3 separate regions of the Mus musculus genome follow, and regions 1 and 2 are each linked to region 3. A link is a contact called in public HiChIP or PLAC-seq and Micro-C data. All regions are on one chromosome and are shown on one strand. The core of a region is the stretch at or near the end of the contact, and the rest is flanking DNA. Distances in the headings are between cores, read along the strand shown. Region 1 overlaps Disc1 (disrupted in schizophrenia 1). Region 2 overlaps Sipa1l2 (signal-induced proliferation-associated 1 like 2). Region 3 has its middle 42 kb from the start of Gm30713.

Region 1 (2,700 bases), core at 20-2,519, 180 kb before region 3:
ATTTTAAGTTATGTATGGGGGTGGGGTTGTGCATGTTAGTGTAGTACCTGAGGAAGCCAGAAGAGGGTGCCAGATGACCCTGGAGCCGGTGATACAATTACCATGTGGGAGTTAGAAACAGGACTCATGGTTCTCTGTAAGAGCAGCTCCAGTTTTAACCACAGAGCCCCACTCACTCCCGGGCCCCTCCTCCCTCTTTTAGTATAAAATAGAGTTTGTTTGGGGGCATGGGGAGGGGGGGTGAGCAGGGAATAGAGGCTGAGAAAGAGGAGAAAGAGGGGACAGAGGACAGGGACACAGGGTGGGGTGGGATAGGGAGGAGAATTAGGGGCTGGCCAGGGACACTTGGAGAGCGGGACGAGGGGGAAGGGAAGAGAGGGAGAAAGAGATCAGAGAGAGCAAAGGGAGTCAGAGAGAGGAAAGGGTCAGAGAGTCTCTCTCTTTTTTGCGTGTTATTTTTGCGTTGGTCACGCAGAGGTCAGAGGGCAACCTTCAGGAGTCACTTCTCAGTCCACCTTTACTCGGCTCACGGAGCTTGCATGGGTTTCTGCCCACTGAACTACCTTCTCTTTCTCTTTAAGTTTTTCAAGACAGGGTTTCTCTGTAGCCCTGGCTGTCCTGGAATTCACTCTGTAGACCAAGCTGGCCTTGAACTCAGAGATCTGCCTGCCTCTGCCTCCCAAGTGCTGGGATTAAAGGCATGGGCCACCACTGCCCAGCCATCCCTCTCTCTCTTACAGGCCAAATCTTTTATTTATTCATTTGTTTGTTTTGCCACATGCAGCCCAAGGCTGTGTGTGGAGCACGCACAGTGAGGGGGGAGCTCCAGGGTCCCAGGCCCTGCAGGCTGGCTCATTTCGTCATGACTGACCGGAGCACGGTAGAGCTCCAGCAGACTTTTGTAGTCGATTTTTTTTAAGTCTTATGAATAAGAAAAACCAAAATGTTTCACAGTGTAAGCACTCAGTTTTTACACAAAACGGGGGAATGGATTCTATGGAAGAATCAAGGAGATGTAAACAGATTTGAGCAAATCTAACCCAACGATGTTTTCATTTGAATGGTGCGTGAGCCCTTAAAGCCATTAATATCTTTATATAAAAAAAAAGCGCTGTGCAGTATTTGTGAATCTCATCATTGTTACTTCACTAAATACTTTCAAGATGATGAATAAAACATAAACAAGCGGAACGGGAGATTGTTACAGGAGACGACTGAACTGCAGATGGCTCGCGCTGGGGAATCTTTGTGCTCCGTTCATGATAGTATTATGCTGGGTCAGCCACCCTCTCCCTGTGGGTTTGCTCGCCTGTGTCTGAGGCTGAGGAGGTGTGGCTTTAGATCACTCAAATGAACCATCCAAGAGTTGGTAAGAAGAAATAAAAAATGTATTTCAGGGACCAGGGGATAGTTTAATGGGGAAGAGCAAGCATTCTTGCAGAGGACCCATGCTTGCTCCTCAGTTCTCATGGAGTGACACCCCCTTCTGACCTCTACAGGTAATGCACTCACATGTACATGCATACAGAGGCATATGTGCATCCACGTAATTAAAACTAAAAGAAAACAAATTCCTGTGTGAATTAAAGCTTCCACGGATTGGAATGTAATAAAACCGAGTCATAGTCTGGGTTCAGCTGCTTTTGGATCTTGGGAAACAGCAACTCAGAAGGAACGCTGTGTCCAAGGTCAAATGTAGCTCAAGCGAGCAGGAAAGGCAGGTCTGGGTCTGCGTGGGCACAGTGCTCCATAATCTTTTCAGTCTTAAGCCAAATACCTGTTTCTTAGGTTTTAAAATGGAAAAACGAAAACAAAAAGACCAACAATCATGTGAGCGATTTGGGGGAGAGGGTTATACACACCCTGAATGCAGTGCCCCCAGAAGCTAGAAGAGGGCATTGGATCCCCTGGGACTGAAGTTCCAGGCACTGTGAGCCACCAGGTATGGGTACTGAGAACAGAACTCAGGCCTTTTGTAAAAGCAGTACATGTATTTGATTGCTGAACCATCTATGCAGCCTATAGATAAAATATCTTAAGGGGAAACTAGGAAACGAGCAACATCTGAGTTTAGGTTTGCACGCCCACGTGAGTGGGGGTCAGGGTCAGAGGTCAACCTTGGTTGCCGTTTCTCAGGCACCCTCAACTTTGTTTTAAGATCTTCCCTAACCTGGGATTTACCTATTTGGTTAGACTGGTTGACCAGAAGCCTCGGGGATCCTTCTGTCTCTGCCTCCACTGGGATTACAAGTGTCTCATCTCACCCGGCTTCTTATGTGGGCTCTGGGGATTGAACTCGGGCCCTTGTGCTTACCACTAAGCTATATCTGTACCCCAATATAAAACATTTTTAAAATGTGATTTCTAACAGTGGCTGGAGAAAGCCGTGTCGGGATGGACAAGCAGCTCTTAGGCTCAGGGATGTGAGCCCTCTTGTTCTTCCTAGCTTCTTTATTAGGTGACGTCAGATCCTGCCAGGACATTGCTGTCCATTCACCGCTCCCTCTAGGGTTCTGCATGTGACTTCCTATTATCATTGTTGTTCTGAACTTGACCTTGGTACATGAGGACAGTCAGCTGCAAAGGTAACAGGAGCTGCCCTTACCCTGGACAGCTGAGTACCTCTTGAAGTTCTAGGATTCTCTTTCTGTAGAAGAAGGAAACCTTTTCTTGTTTAAGGACCAATTAGCAGTATTGTTC
Region 2 (2,700 bases), core at 24-2,523, 170 kb after region 3:
TGCAAGTATCCCAGGGTTATATGGACAGCTTCTCGTCTACCACCTCCTACAATTAACACTAAAAACAACAACAACAACAACAACAACAACTTTATTTGACTAATCACCTAGAAGAAAGTTAGTTTGAGAATGATCTTCATTTAGTTGTGTGTTTGAAAAAGTCAGTCTCACGGCGTGAAGTCTAGTGCATTGCTTGGTACAGCATCTTAACTGAGAGATACCAAGGGGAAGAAGTGGCCAGTCTATCCCGTGGCCTCAGGAGAGCGTCAGGTTCTATAAGAGGCAGGCAGGCTTCAGTGATGGCAAGCAAGTCAGCCCTTCCATCCTGATGAGCAAACATATTCAGAGCGTAAAATCAGAAACTAACAAGATCCAACTGCCCGACTGCTCTTTCTCATCCTCTTTGATTCTGCAGAGACAGGGTCTCATAAAGACCAGGCTGGCTTTGAATGCACCTTGCAGCCAAGACTGATCATGAACCTGTCATCTTCCTGCTCCTACCTGCCAAGTGCTGGGATGTCAGACCTGACTTCTGTGGCACTGGGGATGGAATCCAGGGCCTCCTTCACGCTAGAGAAGCATGCTGCCAACTAAGCTAGTGACACCCCAGCCCAAGTGGTCTCTTAAAACAAACGTCAAATAATAAACAGTACTTGCTTTCTCAATTGGTCATCAGGCCAGGCCAATGGGATCCCTTCCTCTGAGAAAACAACTCAAGACACGAAAGACTCGGAAGGAGGAACCAGCTCCCTTGTTCACTTTCCCCAGCAGCACCACTAACTGTGCATATGTTAGCACATTTTTAAAAGAGGAGAAATAAAAAACTGCAACTTAACCAGTGTGTGTGAAACAGAGCTGGAGAAACTGCACAGAGTGCTCCACAGATACTGGAGAACTCCACATCCACCAGTGTGCTCCACAGACACCGGGAGTGCTCCACATACAACAGAGTGCTCCCCAGATTCCTGCCATAGCTGTACAGGACCAGCAGACCTCTGGGTCTCCAAGCACTTTCCAAGGAAGAAACAACTAAGTAAGAGCAGAGAAGATGTAGAAGAAGAGAGAATCGTGCCCTCCTGAGCAGTGAGGCAGGAAAGCCTGCTTGTAACTCAGCCTTGTCAGACAGAACACAGAGCCTAAAAAGGCTCAATAGCCTTTTTATAAACCTATTGTGTGGAGAAGTTCCTAAAAATAGTGCGGCTCCCAGGCAGGCAGATCACAGGAGTAATGGCTGCATGCTAAGCTTCTCACAATAGACAAAGGACAGGAAAGGAGGGTAGGCTGCAGCTCCCTCAGGCTGGCTGCCTTCCTCGCTGGACACTCCCACAGGCTCTGTGTGCTCAGAGGGTGAACCGCGTCAGCCCTCACACCCTCTCCATGAAGATGAGAGGGCAGCAGGTGACATAGGGAAGTCAAGCCAGGACCCATGAGTCACATAGTCGTGGCCACTAAAGAGAACTTTCTCACTCTTTGAAGGCAATACCTGCAATATGACGATTACCGTGGTTCTTGCTAATTTTCTCTTGTGCCAAAGCAGCTTCTCCACCTCCACTGCCTGTCACCCAGGAAAGTCTAGGAATACAGATGCTGGCAGCTCACCAGTGATTTGGCTCTCAAATACCAAATACAGGATTTTCAAGTTTCTTAGAGGCAAGATGGTAAAGTGTTTGCAGGCCTGGTGACCACAGTTGGATTCTGAACCTATGTTAAGATGGGAAGACAGAACTGACGGTACAAGTTGTCCTCTGACCGCCACACACGCACTGTGGCATGAGGTTTCCCCTCTCTGATACATAGATTTTATTATTACATTGATTGCTTCCAGTACAACGATGCTTTAAAAAGTGTCTTGACTGAGCAGCTAAGAGCTTAAGGCAGCACTGGCCACCTGACCAGCCCAGCAAAGCAGGCAACAAAATACTTGGGTCTCAGGCTTGCCAAGCGCTGACCATGCAAGCCTGAGGACTTACCTGAGTTTGAGCCCAAGAACCGGAGTAGAAAAGCCCAGCATGAGAGCTCGCAGCTGGAGAGACAGTGACAACATATATGGTCACGGCTGGGAGACAGTGATAACACACACACAGCTCAGAGGCAGTCACAGGTGGGCCTCTGGTTCATTGACCAACTAGTTTATTTCTAAGAGAGTTTATCACCAGGCTAGTCAATAGTCTGTCTTAAAACAAACAAACCAAAAGCAAAACCATAAAAATTAAAATTAAAATTAAAAAAACCCATGGTGTATGGCACCTCAAGAGTGTAAGCACCTGAGGGTGGCTCTGTCCTCCATGTGAGCATATATACATGTGTGACTGCACTTAGAAATGTATATATGCGCATGCACACACGCCAGTCTAGAGTAAGCCATTATTAGTGTCGAAGCCATCACAGTCTACACAACCAAAAGATAATAGCACCAACCTTGTGGAGTGCACGAAGGGATTGAACAGACTTCACTCTGAGAAGCAGGAAACACATAACAAACTGAAAACTGAAAATCCACATTTCAATAGTCCTACATCCCTGATACTAACTTAGCATTCACATTTTCTTTTTTCAACACAGAGGTTAACATCTTTGCCATGAATTCTTATTATGGAGACAGGGCACGTCCAAGATGGAGAGAAGTAACTTGTCTACAGTAAAGACGCTGCAGATGGCTCACCCCAAGCCCTGGAGGACATCCTCACCCTGTGACCGTCC
Region 3 (2,739 bases), core at 204-2,703:
TAGTACACCAGAGTGGGAGCAGCCACATCTTTGGAATTCCTTTCCGTTTTGAGTCAGAAGAACCCGAGTCTGTTGGCTGCCTGGACACGGAGCCAGAGTTAGTGAGGAGCTTCGATGAGGCTTGTGTGGTACCTCCTGCTGGAGAAGGCAGCGGAGAGCAGCCAGGTTACCAGAGACCATCTAGCCACCCCCTCCCAGGGAGACCCGAGTGGCACCAGCTCATCCCAAATAGAGAGGACATCAACAAGCCAAAGGGAAGTGTTCGTCCAAGGAGTGAATGGGTGGCTCTGTGGAGATTGTTTACAGGAACAAGAGCACTCAAGGGCAGCCACGCTGACAGCAAGTCCCAGCCCAGTCAACTCTTTATTTCATACTTAATAGTGACTGACATCTTTGGGAGAGGAGGGAACTCGTGGGGGTATTTGGGAGGCCTTGTGCTTCCTTTGCCTGGTGAATTCTTCCCATTCCTCCATGCAGGAACATTAACAGACCAGATCTCATGAGGATCACAGCTATTCTACTTCAAGATGGCAAGGGTCCTGTCCAGCCTAGAGAAAGCATCTATATTATAATTATATAGTGTCATTATATTGCATATGTACACACATACATATATATGATATGTATTATTATAATGCACATGTGTTATACAATATGTATCACATGTGTAATATATTCATATATGCATGCAATATATTATTTAATACATGTATTATATGATATGTATTATACATGTAATATATATACGCATATATTATACACACATACATCTATTACACTTATATGCACCCTGCTATATATTCCACAAAGTCCAAGCCTTAGAAACCTGGTCCCCAGGGAAGCACTACCGAAAGGAGGAGATACTGAACACTCTCCTTTACTCTAGCATTAACCAAGTGACAGGTTGTTCAGGACTGGCTTCCTTAGCACCTTCACTTCCTCTGACCAGCTTGCCGTGTCTCACCATGTGACACCCTTTGCTTCATCATGAGCAGAGAAGACGTCAACCCCATGCTCCCAGCCTTCCTAGTTTCCATAACCAAGGACTAAATATATCTCTACCCCATATAAATTGACAAATTGCCCTTCTCGGGTACTCAGGCACCGCCACAGACATGCCCATCCTTGTAAACAAATGTCTGCCATACTTCTATGTTCCGGTCCAAATACTGAATGTCCTGGAATGATGTCAGATGAAGAGATACCTAGGGAGATCATGAACGTCTGTCTGTGTGAAGGGCCGTTGCCATGGCAACTCAGCACCCTTGGGCAGCCTCCTAATGAAGAGTTATTACTTCTTAGCTAAAACACGTCGCAAGGAATGGATGAGTCATCAACTTGTGGAGAGATACAACAAGTTATTTTTTTCTTCCAATTGCTCTAGGATGTAAACACACTGATCTATGTGTGACAATCTCTGCCCACGTCTGACTCACTCACCCGGCTCTTTCGTCACCGAGCTAGCAGAGGAAGGGATGAGAGGTCTCTATTGCCCCCCAGGGACCCTTCAAACATCTGTGGGTGGCATCCTGAGGCATTGGTCACATCCTGTGGCAACTTAGATGAAGTATTCTGAAAGAGGGTTCAGGCAAGAGAGTCTCTATAAAGCTAGCAAGCCTGGTTGTCTGGCAGCCACACTGCGCCTGTCAGGGATATTCCGTGGGCTGCTCTGAGCTCCACATCAGAGCCAGCCACTGTCCTCTCCTCAGCCTCCAGTAATCGGGCAGGAGAGAGGGATAAAAGATCAGAGAGGTGCTGAGCACTCTGGGCCTCTGAGCTGTGGAAAAGGCTTAGGTTTCTGTCTTGGGACCTGGAGATGTGTCTGATAGCCGAGAAGGTCACTCCCCTGGGTTCACTGCTGCTTCTAAATACCTGAGATGTCTTTGCCCTCCTCCCCTGGGATCCCAGACTTCAGGCCAGTGCCCGCACATAGATGATCACCCCACTGCAACATCCACAAGGCAAACCCCCAGAAATACCCCACATGCTCATGTGCTCCCTCGGGATTAAAAACTTTAACTCCACAAAACCATCAAGTCATCTTTGATTTGTGGGGAAGATTTTTCAGGCCGCATATTTGTCAGGCATAAAATATGTAAGGTAGTAAACCATAGGAAAATTATAATAAATAATTAAGAGAGTTCCCTCTTCTGCCCTGAAACCGCAGGACACTCGGAGGCAGGCTGAGGAGACGGCTGAGAAGACGAGCATTTATCTCGCCACTTTCTCCGGCACCCTGTTCTAGTTTTCTCTCTGCTGCTGTCATAAAACAGTTTGAGCATGGGTGAGGGGTGTGGGGAGCTTAGCAGTTCGGAGCACTGATTGTTCTTACAGAGGACCAGGGTTCAGTCCCCAGAACTACATGGTAGCTCACAACCACCCATAACACTAGTTCCAGGGGATCTGACAGCTTCTTCTGGCCTCCACAGGCATCAAGCATGCCAATGGTACACAGACACACAAGTAGACAAACATTCATTCACAAGAGGGGGGAGGGGTATTTGTACTGGAGTGGGTGGGACACAGAGAATTGCCTCTGGATAGAGAGGAGAGAGATGTGGCCCATAGGCAAATGGTGGTTTATAAAGGGAAAGAGGAAAGCCCCGCGTTAGGATGAAGTGTTTAACTTTAATTGAGCATGTTAATTAGGTGAGCCAAAGTGGGCTTTTGATTGCTGGACTTCAATACTTTGATTGCTGGTCCTTGATGGTCAGCCTCAGGAGGAGGAAGTTGCCAAAT

Evidence for each region. A called contact is a pair of places that touch in the nucleus more often than the background predicts. HiChIP or PLAC-seq counts read pairs in DNA pulled down with a chosen protein or histone mark.
Region 1: a contact with region 3 is called in a Micro-C map of granulosa cells, with 2.6 times the contacts expected there. The contact joins two enhancer-like sites. A contact is called at or near these places in 1 of 15 datasets of contacts at CTCF or cohesin (stem cell-derived epiblast-like cells), 6 of 484 Hi-C or Micro-C datasets (the HL-1 cell line, adipose-derived mesenchymal stem cells, embryonic stem cells and 3 more) and 1 of 115 datasets of contacts at active chromatin or transcription factors (heart atrium).
Region 2: an H3K27ac HiChIP or PLAC-seq map of trophoblast stem cells shows a contact between it and region 3, with 9 read pairs. The contact joins two enhancer-like sites. A contact is called at or near these places in 1 of 15 datasets of contacts at CTCF or cohesin (stem cell-derived epiblast-like cells), 3 of 484 Hi-C or Micro-C datasets (the N1E-115 cell line, Sertoli cells and nephron progenitors), 4 of 115 datasets of contacts at active chromatin or transcription factors (epiblast stem cells, heart atrium, stem cell-derived epiblast-like cells and 1 more) and 1 of 9 other capture datasets (embryonic stem cells).

The regions. Positions count from the first base shown.
Region 1 is chr8:125,165,927-125,168,626 of GRCm38.p6, forward strand. The region is part of intron 9 of Disc1 (disrupted in schizophrenia 1); the gene reads left to right. Among named protein-coding and RNA genes, the nearest start is that of Disc1, 110 kb to the left of the region's middle. Within about 2 kb of position 1,270, at least 4 of the 459 cell types and tissues checked have an H3K27ac peak or open chromatin away from gene starts, as enhancers often do. A contact at or near this core is called in granulosa cells, where this site is marked.
Region 2 is chr8:125,512,843-125,515,542 of GRCm38.p6, forward strand. The region is part of intron 2 of Sipa1l2 (signal-induced proliferation-associated 1 like 2); the gene reads right to left. Among named protein-coding and RNA genes, the nearest start is that of 4930566D17Rik, 8.1 kb to the right of the region's middle. Within about 2 kb of position 1,274, at least 97 of the 459 cell types and tissues checked have an H3K27ac peak or open chromatin away from gene starts, as enhancers often do. A contact at or near this core is called in trophoblast stem cells, where this site is marked.
Region 3 is chr8:125,342,713-125,345,451 of GRCm38.p6, forward strand. No RefSeq gene overlaps it. Among named protein-coding and RNA genes, the nearest start is that of Gm30713, 42 kb to the right of the region's middle. Within about 2 kb of position 1,454, at least 101 of the 459 cell types and tissues checked have an H3K27ac peak or open chromatin away from gene starts, as enhancers often do. A contact at or near this core is called in granulosa cells and trophoblast stem cells, where this site is marked.